Linked DNA regions of Zea mays: region 1 is linked to region 2. The links are chromatin contacts, called in public Hi-C maps. All regions are on one chromosome and are shown on one strand. Each heading gives the region's core, a stretch centred on a gene start, on an enhancer-like site or on the middle of the called end of the contact. The rest is flanking DNA. Distances are from core to core; before and after follow the strand shown. Region 1 holds the start of LOC100286157. Region 2 holds the start of LOC100279122.

Region 1 (6,194 bases), core at 3,522-6,021, 220 kb after region 2:
GAAGCTCAAAACATGGAGATCAAGGATAGAGGAGTTCTGACAGAGGCAGAATATGCGATGGTGCTAGTGATGGGCTAGGCTGCTCTAGTGGCTAAGGATTCGAACTGTGGAGAGCGAAGGGTGCAGTAGGGGTCCTTATATAGGCTAGAGCCATTGATGGGTCAAAGATGGCCACAACAAGGGTGGCATGGTCTGAATTCTCCATCGAATGCTGAGATGCTCTTGGTGTTCAATGTGCGCTCATCCAAGAAGGAAATAACACGAGAGAAGGACATGGAGATCAATTGTGATATTCGCTTTCGGTTGACGGTTGTGGGGTGTCCGCCCTAGCCTTATGGGGCCAGTTTAGTCACACCATGCAAATAGGTGAACAACAGAGGGGCAGAAGGTAAGGGATGACAAGCGGGTGTTGTGTGTTAGAGCCTTGGACCCAATGTGTGAGGGATGGCCAACATGTGCGGTCTGGTTGTCAGCGAGAGGTTGAGGGAATGAGCACGTCCGCGCACGCTATGGGACCAAATGCCCTCTAGGTCACACGGTTCACTATTTACTATTTTTCTCCATTTTTGAATTGTAATTTAAGTATGATTTTCAATTTCAAATCAAATGAAATCCAATCCGCTTCAAACATTTCCAAAATACCAGAAATAATTAGAGGAACACTTTAGTAAATTTCGGCTCATTTGTTGGTGAGAACTTTTATATAAAATTAATTTCTCCCTTTCTCTATCTGGGAAAAATATGTAAACTCATGTTTAAAAGGGAAAAGATTCAAATTCCTCTACAAAACTTGTGACATGTGTTTTTGTAATCATGGTGGTTTTGTGCCATACAAAAGTAGGGTGTTGTACAACCTTAACGGTCTATTGTGTCCTGAGCCTAGCCTCTAGCTTTCCCTTCACACTCACACATGGTCCCTCATAGCCAAGTCTTATCTTGGCCTTCGCCATCTTTCCATATGAGACTCTAGCATGTCCCATATTTAATAAGATCCTTCTCTTGATCATCACTTGATCAACTCTTCACTAATTGAGCATTCTCAACACGTGCACATGCCATCTCTCCTCCATGTCTATGATGCGTTGCTCAACCTAGTTTTTGGACACCCATTCATTTCACATGGAACTCATTAGTCCAGCTAAGATTGTCACTCAAGTGCCAAAACCAAACTAGGACTGTCATCCCTCTATCAGACAATCTGACAAAACACTTTTGACGATCCTATAGATCACAACCATGCACAAAAAAGTGAGTTATCAAGCTCTATTTCTGTTTGGCTCACTTGTCAATGCAACTATCCTCACAACATGTCTCCAACTAACTAGAATGCACAATCTTTTTCATTCTCTTATAAACACACATTCTCTTTATGCCTCTTGCTCTCTCTCTCTCTCTCCTGTATTGCTCTCTCCATTCTCTCTACCCCACAATCAAACCAAGGAGAAAGGATGATGGTGAAGGAGTGATAAGGCGGGAATCCATGATGGCCTGGAAGATACAAGAGAGCACCAACACTTATCCTTGCTAGGGATTTGGCTTTTGAGAATTGTAATCTCCCTAGCAAGGGAAGATCCCAAGATGGAGTTACCAATGCGAAGGCGAAGGACGAAACTTCGAGGAGTTCAAGCATCATCGATGCCTATCTTTGCTTCTTCTCCATCCCTTGGTAAGATGAGTCACCAACTACATCATCCTTGACCCCTAGAGACCAAGGTCTAGGTAGTTCTTCACTTAGAAACCTTCAAATGAGTGTTCTCATGAACCTAGCTAGCATAGCTCAATGCACATTGCTAGATGAGATCTAGGATACCTTATGAACACTTATACAAAGTCTCCTACACATGAAAGAACTCTAGATGCGCTTTTTACGCACTAAATTACTTAGAACACACTCATTGTGATTTTTTGGATAATAACACCCGCAAATTACATTAAGAGCTCAAAAACCTTATGCAGAAACTTCTACAGTTCATGGACTGTATAAAAATAATGTCGTAATGTTTCGGTGCATTATCTCTCTAAAGTCTAGAGAGGGTGTTTCTTGCGATGCCACATGTTATCAAACAGTCCATTCTCACTTTTTTATTTGTTACTATATGGCAGAGACCAACAATGACATAAAAGAATAAAACTCACGGGCAGCTGCAAGCCAACGATAGTCATGTTCCGAGCACAACTGTGCATACTGGTGATGAGAGCACTCTTGTTTCATGCTGACTAGCTAGTTGCATGTATATGATTTCTTTATATAACATAAACCAAGATAAGTTTCGGTGGTAAGAGACGAGTGCTCTCATCCTAGAGATTATAGTTCGAATCCTAATGGACCACGGGGAGGGGGACGAAAGGTGTAGGGTGTGTTTGGTTGGATGTATAAGAAGGAATGGAAGGGACGGCCACAACTTCTTTAGTGGTTGGATCAGAGTCAAGCGGAGGCGAGCTAAACACCGGAGTAATTTTTTGGTGGCGGCGTGATCCAAAAAATTGAGGGGACGGTGTTGCCTCCGCCTCATTCAACTTTGACCTCAAACCAAACACACTCGCAGTGATTCGTCAAGCCGACACACCTACCACACATATAAATGATTGTCGACACACCCTGAATCAAATAAATAACCGCCACATGCGTAACATCTTAAATCGTATGGCATGAACATAGGTAGCCTGCAAACAATCTCTTTCGTGGAGATGTAAAAAAATCCCTTTGGTGGACGGCCGACTTCGATTTTGTTTTTAAAAAGAAAAACCATTCTGACATAGAAGTACAATCTTTGGTGGAATAATTTACACGCATTCACATTCTACAACTGCTCCTTTTTGTTGTTCATCTACCATACTTACCATAATCTCAATTTAAATACGTCTACCGGTCCGCAATCATTAAGAAGCCACAGCACTCGGTAATCCAATGCGTGGCAACGCCTTGTTCTCGCATGCACTACTGTATGTAAAGGTAGAAGAAAGAAGATTCAGCTCCTACCTGATGAAGAAACAAAAAAAAAATCACCATACATACAGTTCTCGTGCACTACTGCGTCGCGGCTAGTACAACTGATCCAACAGGACGTGATTAATTCACCACAAAGAAGATGGCGATCAGATGTACTCTTTTGGCGGGTAGCTCTGAATGCTGTCCACCCACGGGTTGCAGTTGCTGCCACCGCCGGCGCCGTCGGCGTGCACGGGCGGCACGTCGCGGAGCGCGCGCCAGACAGCACTGTTGCACTTGAATCCGGATCCGAATCCGATCTGCCACACGCGGTGGCCGCGGCGGACGCGGCCCTTGGCCTCGGCGTAGGCGAGCTCGTACCAGAGCGAGCTGCTGCTGGTGTTGCCGAAGCGGTGCAGGGTGCACCTGCTGGGCTCCATGTCCGCGTCCCTGAGCCCCAGGCTGCGCTGCACCTCCTCCAGCACGGCGCGCCCGCCGGCGTGCACGCAGAAGTGTTCAAACGCGCGCCGGAAGTCCGGGATGTACGGACGGACACCGCGGGAGCGGAGGGCGCGGCGGAGCACGAGGGACTTGAGGAACTTGAGCTGCTCCGATATCGGGAGCACCAGCGGGCCCAGGGTGGTGATGTTCGTCTTGAGCGCGTCCCCGGCGACGGCCATGAGCTCGCGCGCCAGCGACACGCCGACGCGGCCGGTGCCGTCCTCGCGCTGGTACACGCAGCCGTAGCACTCGTCCGCGGCGCCCTTGTGGGTGCGTACCGTGTGTAGCAGCCTGTACTTGGCGCGCCCGGCGTCGGCGCGGCGGTTGGACAGCAGCGCGGCAGCGCCGCCCATGCGGAAGATGCAGTTGGACAGCAGCATGGAGCGGTCGTTGCCGAAGTACCAGTTCAGCGTGATGTTCTCGGTGCTCACCACGACGGCGTAGCACCCGGGGTTCGCCTGCAGCATGTCCCTGGCGAGGTCCACGGCGATGAGCCCTGCGCTGCACCCCATGCCTCCAAGGTTGAACGACTTGACGTCCTCCCGCATCTTGTAGCGGTGCACTACCATGGACGCCAGCGACGGCGTCGGGTTGAAGAGGCTGCAGTTGACGATGAGCACGCGCACATCGCGGCGTGGGTCGATGCCCGTGGCCGAGAATAGCGAGTCGAGGCAGCCGAACATGACGGCCTCGGCCTCCGCGCGCGCCTCCTCCATAGACAGCCGCGGCGGCCGTGCCTGGATGCCCGGCGGGAGGTACGTCCGATCGCCGAGTCCGGAGCGCTTGGTGATCTTGGTCTGGAACTCGAGTGCCTCCGCGTTGAAGCAGCCCGTGCTCTCTGTCATGTCCAGGAAGCCCTCCTTGGAGATGGCGTGCTCGTTGCCCGGCCTGTAGCACGCGAAGTCCACGAGGTACACCGGCCTTGGGCGCATGAGGAAATACACGGTGAGCAGCAGCACCGCCGCGGCGAGCCACGCGATGCAGGTGAGCAGGTCGAGTGAGTAGAACTTGTCCGCGCCAACGAGCGAGTATGCCGCCGCGACGAGGAGCGACGGCGCGAGCGCGAGCGGGACCCATGAGGAGGGCGCAGGGATGGCGCCAGAGCGCAGGCCGAGGCGGACGTACTTGAGGTTGACGCTGCGCGCGAAGTCCGGCAGCCGACGCCGGATCTTGACGACGAAGCTGCTAGGCTCTGCGTCGGCCTCCGCGAAGGCCAGCTCGGCCGTGAGGCGCTCGCGCTCCATGACCGCCGCCGTTGACGGCGCGGACTCCATGTTGTCACCTTCAGTTTGGACGTGACTTCTTTGCGTGCGCGGGACTTCGTTGTGCTGGTTGGAGTTGGGTAGAAAATGGACAAGGGTAGCAAATCAATTTATAGGCGTTTTGTTTTGTTGGAGACGAAAATGCTACGAAAGTAAACTGACGTCAAGTTGAAACTGAGGATAGCTACAACTGCCATTTTAGCGGTCAAAATTCACGTTCCAGAATCCTGATGGAAGCAAATTTGCTAAGAAACCTTTGGATTTTACCCAAATTACCCTCTATTTGCGTAGAAAAATTGTTTTCGCTGACCCATCGACGGTCAGAAAGTATTTTCGATAGAGACGTTGGAGAGCTAGATCCATGCCATGAACTGGAGGAATTTTCTGCTTCGTATGAATCTCGCGGACTACTACGTACTCGATTCGAGGTTTCAATCCAGCGGAGTATGAACCACTATAAAACACTACACTAAAACGACTCACATCCAACGGCCACTTAATCTCCGACGGGTTTCTACACCATCGTCGGACGTAAGCTTATATCCGACGGTCTCTGTTGGCCATCGGATATAATAGATTATGTCCGATGACTTGTCGGACATAAACTTATGTCCGACGGTCCGACTGACAGTCGTCGGACTTAAGCTTATGTCCGATGGCAGGCTATCAGGCATAATCGATTTTAACGTGTGTGGTCAGTCACCACCGTTTCATTTCCATCTGCGCGCTATCCACCGCTTGCTCGCTGCCGCCGCCGCCGCGCTGCCGTTAACCGCCCCAGCCCCTGGTCAGGCCACTCTACTCGTGCCCGCCGCCCCAGCGCCCACCACTGCCGCCGAGCCTCTGCCTAGCGCCGACGGTCACCACCGCCGCCCTGGCACCTGCCCCGATGCCGGTGGCCCCGACTCGTCCCCCGCCCCGCCCCGCCCACGCTGACGACCGTCCCGCCGTCAAGCCGCTAAGTGAGTATTTTTAATTTTTAGTATAATTTTGGCAATGTATATATTGTTTTCTAGTTGTCTTTTTCAGTATTAGATTTTTTGTATGTTTAATATTGTTTAGCTTGTTATGTCCGACGACCAGAATTTGATTATGTAATAAATTAATTTGTTTTAGTTTACTTACTGGTGTATAGATAATTTAAACTTTTAATTTCCGAGGGTAATTATTATGCCCTCGAAAATAAGGTTATTTTATATAATCTGTCACTCGTGACAATGTTATTTGTATATATTATATGTTATTTCGTGTATATTATTGTGGTAGTTTATTAGTTGAACTCGTGACAATGTTTTAGTTTACTTAGTGGTAGTTTGGCTTGCCAAGACTAACGTGTTCCTCGACCCTGCTTTTGCTTGGTCAGAGACTAGAACCGATGTTAGGTGCCCATGTAGCAAGTGTCGGAATATTTATTTTCTTGATAGGAGGACTATGTCGATAGATCTTTGTAAGAACGGTTATATGCGAGGTTATGAGGTGTGGGTGCACCACGGTGAGGACCC
Region 2 (6,619 bases), core at 783-3,282:
ACGCCTTAATAATATATAAAAATAGATAATAGAAATAAAATATATAGAAATATAGTCTCATAGATGTATTACACTAGCAAATAGGGTCAAGTCAGTCCAAGCAGCTCATAAACCAGCCCAGCAGCCAACTTAGCCCGTCAAAATTAGGTTACCCACCCCACACCTGCCAGCCACTTCTTTCCCTTCCCTCCCATTCCTAGCTGCCAGGCTCTTCCCCCGCCCCCCCGCCGCCAACAGCCCAGCACTGAGCTCATCGCCGCCAGCACTGCTCTGTGCATGCTCGCCCCCTCTCCTCTTCCCCCCCCCCTCTATCTCGTCGCTAGATCTACTCTGGGCAGGCACCAGGCGCCTTCCAGGCCACCGGCTGCCAGCAACCGGCGCGGCCACTCAGGCGCCCCCTCACGACCACCTTTCCCTCCCTAACGCGGGTGCCAACGGGCAGAGCCCTCTCTCCCACTCGCATTCCGCTCGCCTTAGGCGCTGGGGTAAGGCGAGGCGGACGCCTTGTCTCGGCCAAGCGCTTTACCGCCTAGGCGACGCTTAAGCGTCGCCTTGAGGACGCCTTAATAACTATGGGTTTTCCTTCTTAATTCTTGCCTGACTAGATTGATAGGTCTCCTCTCCTTATATAGAGAGACTTACTTGACCCCTAAGCAAGCGACCCTTATCCTAACTAACCAAAATCGATCTAATTTATCTCTTCCCTTATCCTAAGTAACCAAATCAATCTAACTTATTATTTCCTTATCCTAATGGCTCCAATTGCCATAATACTTACTATGTCAATCAGTAGTCAGTGCTAATGAAAAATGAGACATCTATGTCAAATTGGAATATTGGATGGCCAAAAGGCCTTCCTGGTTGGCACTAAGATTTCCTGCAAGAATTTAGAGGGGGGGCATCCAGGAAAAAGTCATGGTAATGAACTAATGGAAATCCTGGGAAATTTCATTTCTACCGAGAGTGGCGTTAATACTTCTCATTCTAGTGGAAATCATATACTGGTGCCTTGGTGGCCCTTTTCCAATATTGATGTTAAACATGGCTAACTTCAGCGCTGAAAAATTTTGCTAAGACCATTTTAAATTAATGATGTCATCTGATAAATGATTATAACTACAAATATCTGCAGGCCAATATTTGAGATTTCAAAGCGTTCTGCGCTTCTGACTCAAAGTAAAAAATCAATCTAAGTTATGTCAATTACTCTGGCAAACCAGTAAGCATCAACGGGTATCCCTCAAAGAAATTGTATGGCATATTTGAGAGATCTATAATACTAAAATTCCAAGATCGAAACAAAAGGGGGGAAAACCTTGGTCACTACTCAGCATTCAAGCAATTCTACGGAATCTCAAGCCCCTACACTAGTCGACTTACGGGCCTACACAGTTTAGCTACCAAATACAAATTTAAGCTAAACATATGGGACTTCAGGAACTCAAAGAAACAGATATCTATACCCAGAATCTACTAATTATTATGTACATCCAATACGTGAGACAGGGGAAGCAAAATTACCAGGCATTTGCTTGCACGAAGCGCGGCCTCCTTGAGCTCTGGCTTGACAGTGAGGCGACGCTCCCCGACGGCAACCTCGCCAACTTCCAGTGCGCTCCTGGACGCGTCGTTCGGCTTCCCGAACATAGAGACCGACCCTCGGAGCCACGCGTGGTGGCTTTTGATCCGCTTAGCCTGCAGCAAAGGAAGCCAACTGTTACGACTGATGATTCTGCGAACGCGGCAGGCGGACTAGGGATTAACTGCACTTACGAGGGCATCCGGGACAGAGGGGCCAGCAGTGGCTCGGTCGAGGTCGTCGGAGAGGACGACGAAGGAGTCCCACCATAGCGATGCGGACAGGGTCTTGCTGGTGCCGGCGGCGTTGACGAGGATGGAACTGGATGTAGCCGCCCTGCCGCTCGCCATGGGCGGTGAGGGCTTAAGAAACCCTAGTTGCGGCGAGGAGGCGGGAAATGGACAGAGAGAGACCGCGGTGAGTGTAGCAGCTGAACGAGGGTTTTTCTGGGAAAGGAGACACAATGGAGGGAGGGCGGAGGGTTTAACAATGTGTCTAGCAATTCATTGTGGTTACCTAATATGTTCTACACCGTATATAGTGCATTATTTACAAATTAAAGTTTGAAATTTAGAAATAGGTAAGCTGCTGAAGATAGCTTAAGGATATATTTGTTCAAGATTATAATCTACTTCTAACTTATTTTGAACTAAATCTTATAAATAAGTTAGATTATATAATCTTGACAGTTTATAATCCCAAACAAACCGTCGGAACTTCCTTGCCCAGGAGCGTGAGCATGCGACCTGGCATAACGCCGAGAACTCTCGCGAGCAACCACTCCTTCCTCGCGACCTGCAGCCGGAGTTCACCCAGGCCCGTGGTTCCAAGTGTCACACCCGGTTTTAGAAGGCAAACCGAATGCAAACCATATATGTGTCAGGATTAGCAATTCACGTACACAACAGTTTAATAGTTGGACATCATCACACGGTGCTCGAATAATAACATAAAAAAGTATTAATTTGATTACATCATGATGTCCAAGACATCCACATAGTATTAAACATAGATCAGAGTGCGAAAACGAAACGTAGCAATACACGACCTTCACAGACATCCACATAGTCTTAAACATATATCATAGTCTTGGAACTACTTGAAATCCTCCACCATGACTTTATCTTCTCCTGAGTAGTGGTTGCAATGTGGGCAACCTGTGGGTTGTTGTTGTAAAGCAATGGTGAGTACACATCAACATACTCAGCAATTGTCCCGTTTGGCTGAGGTGGACTAGCTTTATGTGTGGTTAGGATTAAAGCAGTTGCTTTTAGTTGGTCAGGTAATGATTACTAGTAGAGAGCCATGTTTTAGCATTAAACCCAAGTTATTAGCACAAAATTACTCCTTCCAAACGGAAAGAATACCAGAAATTATAATCATAACCATCGAAACCATAAATATCATCATCATCATTTGTAATCATAGTATCTCTAATCAAAGGAGCTCTCAAGGTCGCTCATAACCGTGAGCACGGCTGATATATCAGTTTCATAACACTCTGTAGAGGTTGCACACTTTATCCATGAGCCGTGATTCCCTCTCTAGCCCGGGCTTGCAAGATCCTTGTTCACTCCCGAGGTGAATGGCCAGTGATTCACTACGAAGCCTTTACAAAGATTCCCTGAGGTTGTAGCCGGCCGTTAGGTTTTCTAAATATACCGCACTCCTCCCCAAGGGGCAAACCACCCTCGATGGAGCGAGCCACATACACCAAGCCCCATTGACGGCACGACGGCGAAGTAAACTACACCTCAGTTCCTCTAATTAATTAGTTAAGGGCGTCTCATACCACCCTCATGGTTGTACTGTTTTTTAGGGTGGTCATTGTAACGCCCTGAATTTGGTGGGTAGAATTTTTTCTTCTACTTACTCACCAAATTCAGACGTTACTCTCTTTCCTTTTCTCGTTTCGCTCCTTCTTCCTAATTTCAAAGCAATATAGTGACGGTGTCTATGTCATGTGTAAACAAAACCTAAATGTCATGGGTGTTGCATCATGCTGAAGCATATTTCTTTGTCCGATGTCGTGGTTAGTCGTGTGTTCGTCTCGTCCCGTTTCAGATTTTGGTTCGCGACCGGATTCCGATTGGTGGTTGTGTGTGTCGTGGACTTTGATCCGCGATGTGACCCAGCCCGGCCCAGTCCGGCCCGCGCGCCCCTGGCGCCCCTGCCCCCATGCGCGTGCCCCCCTCCCTTGGTCTCTTTCTCTCATTTGATTTCTCCCACGCAGTAACCTCCCTCTCCCTCTCCCACCTCTCCCTCTCTCTCCCTGTGGTGCCCTAGGGTTTGGAGACGGTGATCGCCGGAGTTTGGATCCCCGAGGTGAGCTTCCCCTTCCCTCTCCTTCCCTCTCTCTCCCTCCCCCTCCCTTTCTTACTCCCCTGGCCGCGCGCCCTCCCCCTGCCCGCGCGCCCTCCCCTGCCCGTGCCGTGCGCCCTCCCCTGCCCCGCCGCGTCCCCCTCCCCGGCGCCCCCCTCCCCAGCGAGCCCCGCCCCCGTCGCGCCCCTCCGCCGCGCGAGCCCCTCCTCGCCGCGGCCCCTCCCCGGCGCCCCTCCCTGGCGAGCCCCACCCCCGTCGCGCCCCTCCCCCCGCGTGAGCCCCTCCCCGCCGCGGCCCCTCCTGTAGGATCTAGGACACCGGCTAGAGGGGGGTGAATAGGCGGTTTTGACTAAAATAAAAAACACTAGGTAAATTTAATCAATATAACAAGAGTAATAATTCTCTAGTGACAACAAGTAAATAATGTATGAGAAACAACTACGTTGATTGAATACTTGAGGAACAATATGCAAAACACTAATCACTTGCAAGGCAATAAGTAATGCAAGAAGGTAGAGACACCGAAATTTATCACGTGGTATCGGTGATTTGCCGATCACCCCTAATCCACGTTGAGGTGGACTTCAAGCTCTCACTTGCTCCTCTATCAAGGCACGACTTGATCTTTGAGCCAAGTGGACAAGAAATCACTCAATACCTCGATTCCACTAATGTCACCTTTGCCGCTCGGCGAGGTAGGCGCGAACCCCTCACAATCAACACCGCGGCTTCTCCACAATCTTCTTGGAGAGCTCGACGGAGACAATCACCCGAGCCGTCTAGGAGGCGGCAACCTCCAAGAGTAATAAGCCAATGACGCTTGCTCGGTGTACCACCTAGTGCCTCAAGAATCACCGAATGATGCAAATGCACTAGGAACTCTCAATCTCTCACTAGAATGCAATCTCAAGCAAAGAGTGTGAGAGAGTGAGTTGGAGGATCACAAATAAGCTCAATGTGTGCAAGGAATGGCCAAGAGAGCTCTCTCACACGAGCTACCCTTCTATTTATAGACCCCCATCAAAATCCAACCGTTATGTGCAAAAAGCACCAGTTCTGCGCACACGCGGACGGTCCGCGCCCTAGGGCCGGACGGTCCGCCGTACATATAACGGCTATAATTCTCGTTTGAAAACTGTCAGAGCTGTCAGAAAAGGTGGATCCGAACAGTCCGCCCTCCAAGGCCGGACCGTCCGCGACCTGGAAGCTTGAGGTACACGAACCATAACACGGGCGGACCGTCCGCTTATAAGGCCGGACGGTCCGCGACCTGAGACAGTACTGTCCGGACTAGTCCCCCGGACAGTCCGTAGTACAAATCTACAAAATCACATAGTCCCTGTCCAAAACATGTTTGACACTTGCGGACGGTCCGCCCAACACAGCCGGACGGTCCGCGCTATAATTCAGGGACTGGCCCGAAACCAGCCTTCTCTGGTCATGACTGCGGACGGTCCGGCCCTAAGGCCCGGACGGTCCGCAGTGCAATAGAACAAAGTGGCTTCCGAAGTGGTCAGACTTCGGACCCCTCTGGTGGATCGCGGACGGTCCGCCCTTAAGGCCCGGACGGTTCGCGCATCCAAGACTTTGCAATTTTTCAAACTTGCTTTTGAAAGAACTTTTAACTCAAGAAATTTGAAGCGTTGTTAGTCCTCATGCAAATGCAACTACTTGATGCTCTATGAGGCACTAAGCTTTACACAGATCAAAGTCATTGACCCCTCTTAATAGTACGGCTATCTAGCCTACTAATCCGATCAGGTATCTTCTCTAAACTCCTTAAGACCGGCAAAAACGAAACCTATATTATACCTTTGCTTTTATCTGATCCACAACCAATGCTTATGATTCTCCAACATTTCCTGTTCTATGTGGTCCAACCCTGCATTCTTATTTATCCAAGAATCGTTAGTCCACAAGCAGTTGTCATTAATTACCAAAACATCACCAAAGGGGCCTAGATGATTCACAATCTCCCCCTTTTTGGTAATTGATGACAACACTACATAATATATTAAAGAAAAGTTTAGTTTTTCCAAATCTCTCTCATACCTAAGGTATAAGATAGATTTTGGAGATGAGTTTCATAGGACTTATCTTGATTTGAAATTCTGTCCGAGAGATAGATAAATCCCAATAAAAACTCGGTATGTAAGAAAGGCTCCCCCTAAGTGTGTGCAGGATTATTTGAAGCTGAAGATATAACACACATAATATATCAAAGTTTGATGGAGACTTTCCTACAATCATGGTTATCGAGGCATACAAGAGATGATACGTAGAGTAAGCACAACAATTGTAACTATTCCTCGATTAACCACACACAGAGTAATTTGAACTGAAACATAGTTCAACCCACAGAATATTATAGATAATTGTCCACAGACATACGACATAGAGTTAACAGTTCAAGCCAGTTCCAAATGCATAAGACATAAACTAATGCATGCGACATAAAAAGGTAAATATGCATATGCACGGTCATAATGTCCACATAGACCAACAACTCCCCCTGAATGTAACATCTGACAACTTCTCTTCTCAGCACTTCTCTCCCCCTTTGGCATCAATTGCCACAAAGGAGAGGCCTCACTGATCACTGGGTGCAGGATGCATGTTGTAGTAGTGAGTGCTGAATGTGTCAAAAAGAGAGGAGAACTGGCCAAAATCTTGCTGGAGTTGCTGCTGCCTCTGACTGATATCATGCATGCTGTCATT

The links. Hi-C and Micro-C count contacts between places; a contact is called where the count stands out from the background.
Region 1: a Hi-C map of tassel shows a contact between it and region 2, with 4 times the contacts expected there. The contact joins the promoter of LOC100286157 here to the promoter of LOC100279122 in region 2. A contact is called at or near these places in 2 of 25 Hi-C or Micro-C datasets (ear and tassel).

The regions. Positions count from the first base shown.
Region 1 is chr1:123,686,728-123,692,921 of Zm-B73-REFERENCE-NAM-5.0, forward strand. It overlaps LOC100286157, which reads right to left and starts at 4,772. Exons shown (of 1, transcript NM_001159045.2): 1 at 2,738-4,772. The coding sequence starts at 4,704. The coding sequence ends at 3,097.
Region 2 is chr1:123,473,453-123,480,071 of Zm-B73-REFERENCE-NAM-5.0, forward strand. It overlaps LOC100279122, which reads right to left and starts at 2,033. Exons shown (of 33, transcript NM_001350807.1): 1 at 1,774-2,033; 2 at 1,522-1,695. The coding sequence starts at 1,929.